Regions from separate parts of the Mus musculus genome. Here region 1 is linked to region 2. The links are chromatin contacts, called in public promoter capture Hi-C maps. All regions are on one chromosome and are shown on one strand. Each heading gives the region's core, a stretch centred on a gene start, on an enhancer-like site or on the middle of the called end of the contact. The rest is flanking DNA. Distances are from core to core; before and after follow the strand shown. Region 1 overlaps Mindy4 (MINDY lysine 48 deubiquitinase 4). Region 2 holds the start of Aqp1 (aquaporin 1).

The links. Promoter capture Hi-C pulls out the DNA fragments that hold promoters and counts their contacts.
Region 1: a contact with region 2 is called in a promoter capture Hi-C map of liver, with 2.3 times the contacts expected there. The contact joins the enhancer-like site here to the promoter of Aqp1 in region 2. A contact is called at or near these places in 8 of 39 promoter capture datasets (the 3T3-L1 cell line, 3T3-L1-derived adipocytes, embryonic stem cells and 2 more), 5 of 484 Hi-C or Micro-C datasets (CD4 T cells, liver and nephron progenitors), 1 of 115 datasets of contacts at active chromatin or transcription factors (kidney) and 1 of 9 other capture datasets (liver).

The regions. Positions count from the first base shown.
Region 1 is chr6:55,276,426-55,280,001 of GRCm38.p6, reverse strand. Mindy4 (MINDY lysine 48 deubiquitinase 4) reads right to left here. Exons shown (of 18, transcript NM_001142781.1): 10 at 3,347-3,448; 11 at 1,892-1,955; 12 at 852-917. Among named protein-coding and RNA genes, the nearest start is that of Gm38819, 50 kb to the left of the region's middle. Within about 2 kb of position 1,266, at least 36 of the 459 cell types and tissues checked have an H3K27ac peak or open chromatin away from gene starts, as enhancers often do. A contact at or near this core is called in hematopoietic stem and progenitor cells, kidney and liver, where this site is marked.
Region 2 is chr6:55,334,441-55,338,239 of GRCm38.p6, reverse strand. It overlaps Aqp1 (aquaporin 1), which reads right to left and starts at 1,941. Exons shown (of 4, transcript NM_007472.2): 1 at 1,366-1,941. The coding sequence starts at 1,749.

The DNA.
Region 1 (3,576 bases), core at 17-2,516, 58 kb after region 2:
TTCTTCCTACCTAGGCTCATCACTCGACCCCCCAGAGCATTTCCTGATTCTCATGGAGCAGGTATACTTCCTTCTTTATCTGCTCATGCCATGAAGCTAGGCCTCATGCACAGCCTGTGAGGCAGGCATGGCTGGTACCTAGGCGTGCCAAGTGAGGTAACTTAGGTACAAAACTTCAGGATAAAGCCTGAGTCTCACAGCCTCTCAGATCCAAAGCCAGGCTGACTACTCCATGAGCCACATCCTTTGCTCCACACACCCTATAGCACCTTTCCCATTGGGGATTACAAAAGCCCTAGGTTTTCTCCTGTCCAACCTGGCCATAGGCCATGAGCCAATCTCAGAACCAGTGGTGAAGTGCATCCCTCCTTGAGCAAAGCAGGCACTGTAGGGTCCTGCATGGTTCAGCCCGCCTCTCCAGAACACTAGTGAGGTCCTGTGCCAAGCAGGGTCTCCTCCAGCCCCACAGAGAGAGCTGCTTCCTCGTCACCTCCCAGCTTGTTCTAGAACTCTCTCTCTGTTAATTCACAGTCCAGCCTTCCAGAGTGGCTGCTTACTTCAGCAGAGGGAAAGCCCTACAAAGTCAAGCCTCAGCTTGGCTCCTGATCCCAGATGAAGCCCAGTTACTACAGCTCCCTAAGCCTTGTGATCACAACCAGCCTTGGAGGATGTCACGGAAACTGCCTCCTACCCACACCCACCCATCTTCGACCTCCATCAGCACATTCTTCCCAGTGTCTTTGCCACCCCCAGGATGGAGATGACCAGAGCCGTACTCCACCTACCACCCTCTTCATAGAGAAATCGGGATGTTTAGCAATGTTCATGCCACCAAAGAAATGACTGCATACCTGATGAACACTCTGCTGGATAAAAGTCACCAGGTCCTCTGAGCTGGTCAAACTATACAGTGTGAGCTGTGAAGAAACACACAGAGTGAGCCACATGTCCCCAGGGACTGTGCCCATGCCGGGTCAGGCCCTACCAAAAAAAAAAAAAAAAAAGTGCATGGGATGTTGTGAGTGATTCTGGGCTGTCCAGCATCGCTGAGTGAGTTACAGGTTATCCTCCGGTAAAGTCCCTGTACTCCCCTGACACGGTGCACAGGGATCACGGTGCACAGGGATCATGGTCCCTGTGTGGAGGCTAAAACAAGGAATAGGAGAGGCAGGGAAGAATCACTTTTCCATGTCACCATGGCCAAGCCAGGTCAAAACCCAACAAGCTGTACTCAGGCAAGTCAGGAAAAAACACATTTCCAGAAAACATTAATCAAGCAAGGTCCCAAGTGAGGGTTCAAGGGTCACATGTGAGTATGGCTGGGTCATAGGAAACAAACTGGCTAGAACAAACGGTGAAGGCATATCAGGTTTTGAGTATCTTTGCTGTGTCCAAGTTTTTAATAATACACGGTATCCTTCCTATTTTTTCCCTGACTTGCACTTAGGCTGGGCTTATGGCTGCTGCCCCATACTATCAACTTCCCCTCCCCCACTTTCTACATTCTCGTGCCTCTCCCCATTCATGTGAATGCTAGAAAAGATAATAAAGATTTGGGAAGGGCAGAAGGTCAGCGCAACAAGGAACACTGCACACGGGGTACTGAGGTTACCTCTATACCAATGCATATGGAGGGGAATGAGGGGACACACTGGGCCTCTCAGCCACTGAACCAGCTCTGATGAGCCAAACCACGCCAAACCATGCCAAACCACGCCAAACCACCAAGCCACTCAGCTCTCCCCAACCCCCAAAGGGCAGGCAGGATTCTGGGGGCCTGGGCTGCAGGGATGGCCAGCCAGCCCCAGCTGGGGTAGGATTTACTTATATGAAAGGAGATAGTCCCCAAACAAAGCCAAAGGTGGCACGATAGTTTTCCAGAAAGCCGTACTGTTTCTAAGACTCCATCTGCTTTGTATTTCCCTGTTGGACTGAAGTGCGGTGTTCCTGAAGCCCTAAAAAGGAAAAGAAGGTGCATAAGTCCTCTAACAGAGGAAAAGGCTCACTCTACAGCCAGCAAGACCACATGTGCCATGAAATAAAAGGGGACAGGAGTGGCAGCTCCAGAGGGAACAGAGAGCCAAGTGCTTCTCGTTTTTCCTGCTATGAACTCACCCACAAGTCCAGGGCATGGAAAAAGAGAGTGGTGGGTGAGCTTGGAACAACCACGCCTATGTCTGGCAGGAGGAGGCCCGACTCTCCCTTACAGTTAGCAAACACATCTGCAGAGGAAGGACTGCTGACTTGCCACTGTCTTCATCCAGGGTAAGGATTCCAGCCATCCTCTTAGAAGCCTCTCCACCCACACAGACTCCCCCAGCAACGAAAATGGGAGTGTAGCCTGGGGCAGCTCTGACTAACAGTAGGATTTGGGTGTGGGACCCACTTGCCACCAGCTCCTATGTGGCCTGGGACACAACATCTTTCTTCTCTGGGCTTCTGTTCCACAAGCTCTTGAACCCTGTACCCTTAGAGATGCCAAATAGACAGGTGCCAAGGTTAATTAGTTACCTGGCGTAGGGTACCAAAGGCAGGTAGCCATAGCCGACAACCCAGCCCACAGCTGATGTGAGACTGCCAGAAGCATATCACATTTATCATCCACCATCTACTTACATTAATAAATGATTCATACTGATAATGTTATTATATCTAATACATATCATTTATTTATACTTACTCATTTAGTTCTCACAACCATTAAGTCATCATTATTATCACCCCATTTTCTAAACAACTCAACAAATGAGGCATAGGGAGGTGAGGTCAGGTCCCAAGGTTCCACATCTAACAAGCAATGGCTTTGAGAGTCTGTTTCAGAGAGCCCCCTTTCTTAAGCACTATGCTAATGTCATCAAACTGATCCCCAAACCACTTCCTTCCCCAAGCTTAGCCACAGTGATGATTCCACCCTAGGGGTGAGGCTGGAGATCTAGAAAACGGCAGGGCAGGATGGAGGTGACTGGGATAAGCTGATGGTGGTCATGGTAACCGAATCCAGGGACTAGGCTACGGCCTCAGCCACTCACCTCTATCTCATCCTCACCGTAATGAGGTTATGGTGACACAGGCAGAGTATGCTTTGGGGTCTTGGATGGTGGCATACACTGCTGAGTCAGCCTGTGGCCCCAAGGGAAACACTAAGGGGAACTGAGTGGCAGGCTTTTTCCTGTGCTTTCCAAGTCCTGTGTGGCAGGCAGGCAGGAGCACATCCTCCTACATGAGCCTGGAGTTTGGAAATCAACAGAGCCCAGCTGCCCAGCATACAGACCAGGATAGCCTCAGCCAGCAGCTAGGCCAGGACAAGTTGGGGATTAAATACAACATGGCCCCCAGAACCACTTACAGTGCAACCACGGCTTGTTCTTTGCCTCCAGCTCGCCACAGGATGTCGGCAATGGCCAGGGCAAGGCAGCGAGTCCTCTGGGCATCTGAGGGCTGCAGCCGGCTGATGAGAAAGGGGACATGTTTAGGTTTATGAAGGCACAGAGCAACACAGGCTCACCCTATGGGAGATGTCTAGGTGGCTCCTCCACACAATCCCATCGGCTGGGGACAGATGAGAACACAAGTGAC
Region 2 (3,799 bases), core at 692-3,191:
ACTCCAGCCATGGGGCTAATCTTCAATCCCCAGCTGAGCAGAGGTTGACTTAAAAGTGTGATGGTGAGGTGTCACTGTGGTACAGAAGTGCTCATCCCTGCAGCAGAGCCACGGCAGCTGCCCTCTGCACCAGACTTTCACCTCCCTCCTCCTGGTCTGCATCTCCAGGACCTGAACTTCAGCTGGGAAACGAAAGATGTCTAATCACGCATAGCTATCCAACTCACCGGACAGAGTCCTGGCTCACGCCCTTGCGCCTATCCCCATGCATCTACCCTGCTGGGGTCCAGCCAGCTTCGTTTCTCTGGACCTTATTCTACCACTCTGCCGTTAGTCTTTGCCTCTGGTGAGGGACTCCAGCCTATTCCATTCTGAGACACCCTACACCCTTACTCAGATACTCCTGCTAAACCCAAGTGAACTCAGTCATCATGGGCACTTAGCTAAGAAACTGGAAAAGGTCAGTGGCCAGGCAGCCACCACAGAGGCCACTTAGTCATGTAGAGTAGCCCAAAGACAGTTATGTTGAGCAGTCGCCACGTACTGTTGCCAGCGTCTGCTTATCATTAAAGCCAGGAACAATGGGTACAAGTGCTTACACACTCTCCAACAACACAGCATCAACGTGAAAATAGCTTACACAAGTTCAGGACCCAAGCAGACACTCACACACCTTCGCTTCCACCTCCGCACACAACAAGCCAGCATGCCCCACGGTTCAGTGGCCAGGGACTGCTGAGCTGAGCCCTTCTCCTGAACTGGTATCTAGAAAACTCTCCCAAAGCTCCAGAGAGAGTATTGTTCTCTCAACTTTGTCTAATTATTGGGGGTAGAGGGAGGAAAGGGGGCTGTCTCCTGACTTTCTGAGGAAGTTGATTTGGGGACCTGGCTAAGGATTAGAAGCCGATTAGAAGCCCAGGCAACTTATCAAGAGAGTCACACTCAGACACTTGCAGAAGTGGCTTTAAACACACTGGGTAGCTGGAGAAAATGTACTCGGGACAGTAGGTAGAGGTTGCCTAGTGCACGGGACTGCAAAGGGGGAAGGTGACTGCTCAGGTAGCTCAGAAGAGGGGAGGAACTGCTGGCATGCACCTAGCTGCCCCTCCAGCTCATTCCTGGCAGTAGCTACTCTGCAGGGGACTTTGGCACAACCATATTGTCTAGCTCCTCCATTCTCACAGCACCAACCAGCAAAGAGACCATGCAGTACAACTGAGTTCTAGCCCCAGTTCTCAGCATGACTCCAGAAACCTTCATCCTTCTCTCTGTTCTTCAGTATCCCCCTTGTACAGTAGGCAAATGGAGCCAGCTCCCTCTCTGTCTTCTCCTACAGACACCCTAAGCCTAAGATACCCCACTCACGTCATTGCGGCCAAGTGAATTGTCGACTAGGGAGGAGGTGATGCCCGAGAGAATGGCCGTGGCGACGATGGCTCCCACACACTGGGCGATGATGTACATGACAGCCCGGAGGATGCTGATCTGACAGCTGAGCAGGAGCCCCAGTGTGACCGCAGGGTTGAGGTGAGCACCGCTGATGTGACCCACACTTTGGGCCAGAGTAGCGATGCTCAAACCAAAGGCCAGCGACACCTTCACGTTGTCCTGGACCAGCGTCTGGTTTCTCTCCAGTGGGTAATTGAAGCCTAGGGCAGAACCAATGCTGATGAAGACGAAGAGGGTCATGGCCAGGAACTCAGCCACCACAGCCCTCCAGAAGAGCTTCTTCTTGATTTCACTGGCCATGCTGGCAGGGACCTCGACTTAACCGCTGGATGCCTGGTGCTCAACTCCCTCCAAGAGCTGAGCCACAGCCTGGGCTGGGCCTATTTATAGGGCTGGGTGGGGGGAGCACAAAGGGAGGAAGGCCTCTCCTTGCTCCTGGCCCGCCCCACACCACACGAGCCTCCTCGCTGCGATGGATGCAGACAGGGCTCTGCTGTCTGCCTGCCAACTTTTTCCTTCCTCCTCTCCCCCTCCTGCCCTCCCTTGCTCCCTCCACCCGCCTCAGCCCTCGGCCCTGCCCAGCGTAAGGAGGCAGGAGGCAACCGTTGCTCTAATAGGCTTTGGGAAATTCTTCCAAGCTGGCTCTTCTCAGGGGGCCAGAGAAATCCAGGTGTCCCCGCCCAGCCTGCAAAGCTCAAGGGTGCCTGAGGGCAGAGGCTGGCACTCTAGAAGGGGTGGGGAATAGGGGTTGTCTGGACTCCCCAGACGGACATTGCCCTCCCTGGAGGTGGCACCAGAAATTGCCTGCCTGTCCCATCCCACTCTGAGCAGAGTTAGTAATCTGAAGTTCTCAGGCTGAGAAATCTGTGGGCCAGTCTGGCCTCCAATGTCCTGGCCTGGGCCAAGCAGCTGCATGTCACTTTGGGGATGTGTCCTCGCCCCCCGGGCCTCATTGATGGGAGTAGAGAAGCTTTCTGGGAGCCACCTATCATTCTTTAGACAATGGCAGACCTTAGCCAAGCAAGGTTGCTGGAAAACTCCCCCAATTCCTCAAACTTAAAACAATTTGAGGCCATGATTTGAGAGGGGGTGGGGAAGATAATGTTGCTTAGGCTTTTTTTTTTTCTCTAATAGATAAAGTAGCTAGCAGGTCACTGAAGAGATGGAAGGAATGACAGCTGGACCTGAAAAGGAGCGAATGGGAGACATGGGCTGGGGCTAAGAGACAGATGCAGTGATGGGATGATAGGCAGAGCAACAGGAAGCATTATCCGAGTGATGGTGGAAAGTGGAAGAGGTTTCCAGCCTTGCAGGAGACAGCGGCCAGGCTATGGATGTGCTCACGCATACAATATTCAACTGGGCACTGGATTCAGTCACTAGCATCACAGGAAAAAACAGCACGTCAGAAACAGGAAGAGACAAACGGAGCAGAGGAGACATAGGCCGGACAAGAATCTAGATAGAGAAAGAGGAGAGAGGAAGGTAAGGGAGACCAGAGGCACTTTCCAACACCAGGAGGGGTGGAGAGGAGGTGGGGGCAGACAAAGCACCCACCATGTTTCCTGTGTACCCCCAAAATCCCGAGTAAAGGACCAGAGAACTGGTCGGTCACTTGCCTACTGTTTGAGTGTGCTGGAAGGTATACCAGGCCCATAGGGAGGCTCTCTCTGTGGCCACAAGGTAGGACCTGTTATGATTGGTCCCTCTCTTTCCATCTTAGTCCTTATCAGAATCATTGGCTTCTTACCCATCAGAGGTGGAAAAACAACACTCACTGAGAAAGAAGAAATGTCTTTGAGTCTGACATCTGTCAAGATAGGGCCAAGCACCTTCTATCCTACAGAGAATGACATTGTCCCTCAAGGGCCAGGTTGTATTCAGCCACAGTCCTGGAACCAGATGTGACCTACAGAAATCCCATGCTATGTTTGATGGGAGCAGGTGGCTGGTTGGGAAGTAATTTACCACCACACACCTAAACACTTAGAAGGCCAGGAGGAGTGGCTCTGAGTAGAAAGGTGGTGTAGTGGCTGCTTGGCAGCTGGATGCAATCAAAGACTTATTAACCCTCTAGAGAGGCAGTCAGGATGATGGAGCAGGCACTTCCTGGAAGCTCTACCACATCCTATATTCTGAGAGGTTTCCCAGGGACACAGCCCCCTCAAGGAACTCACTCTTTGGGCCCAGGGGCCTCTAATCAGAGATCTTTCTGCAAGGCTGTGTAGGGCTCAGATCTGATGCTGTCTGCCTCAGGGACCTAATCAAGAGGATTCTAGGAAAACAGTAGGGAGAGCTGGCCCTGCACCAAAGGCTGGTGGGGCCCGGCAGCAGAACTGTGCATCAGAAC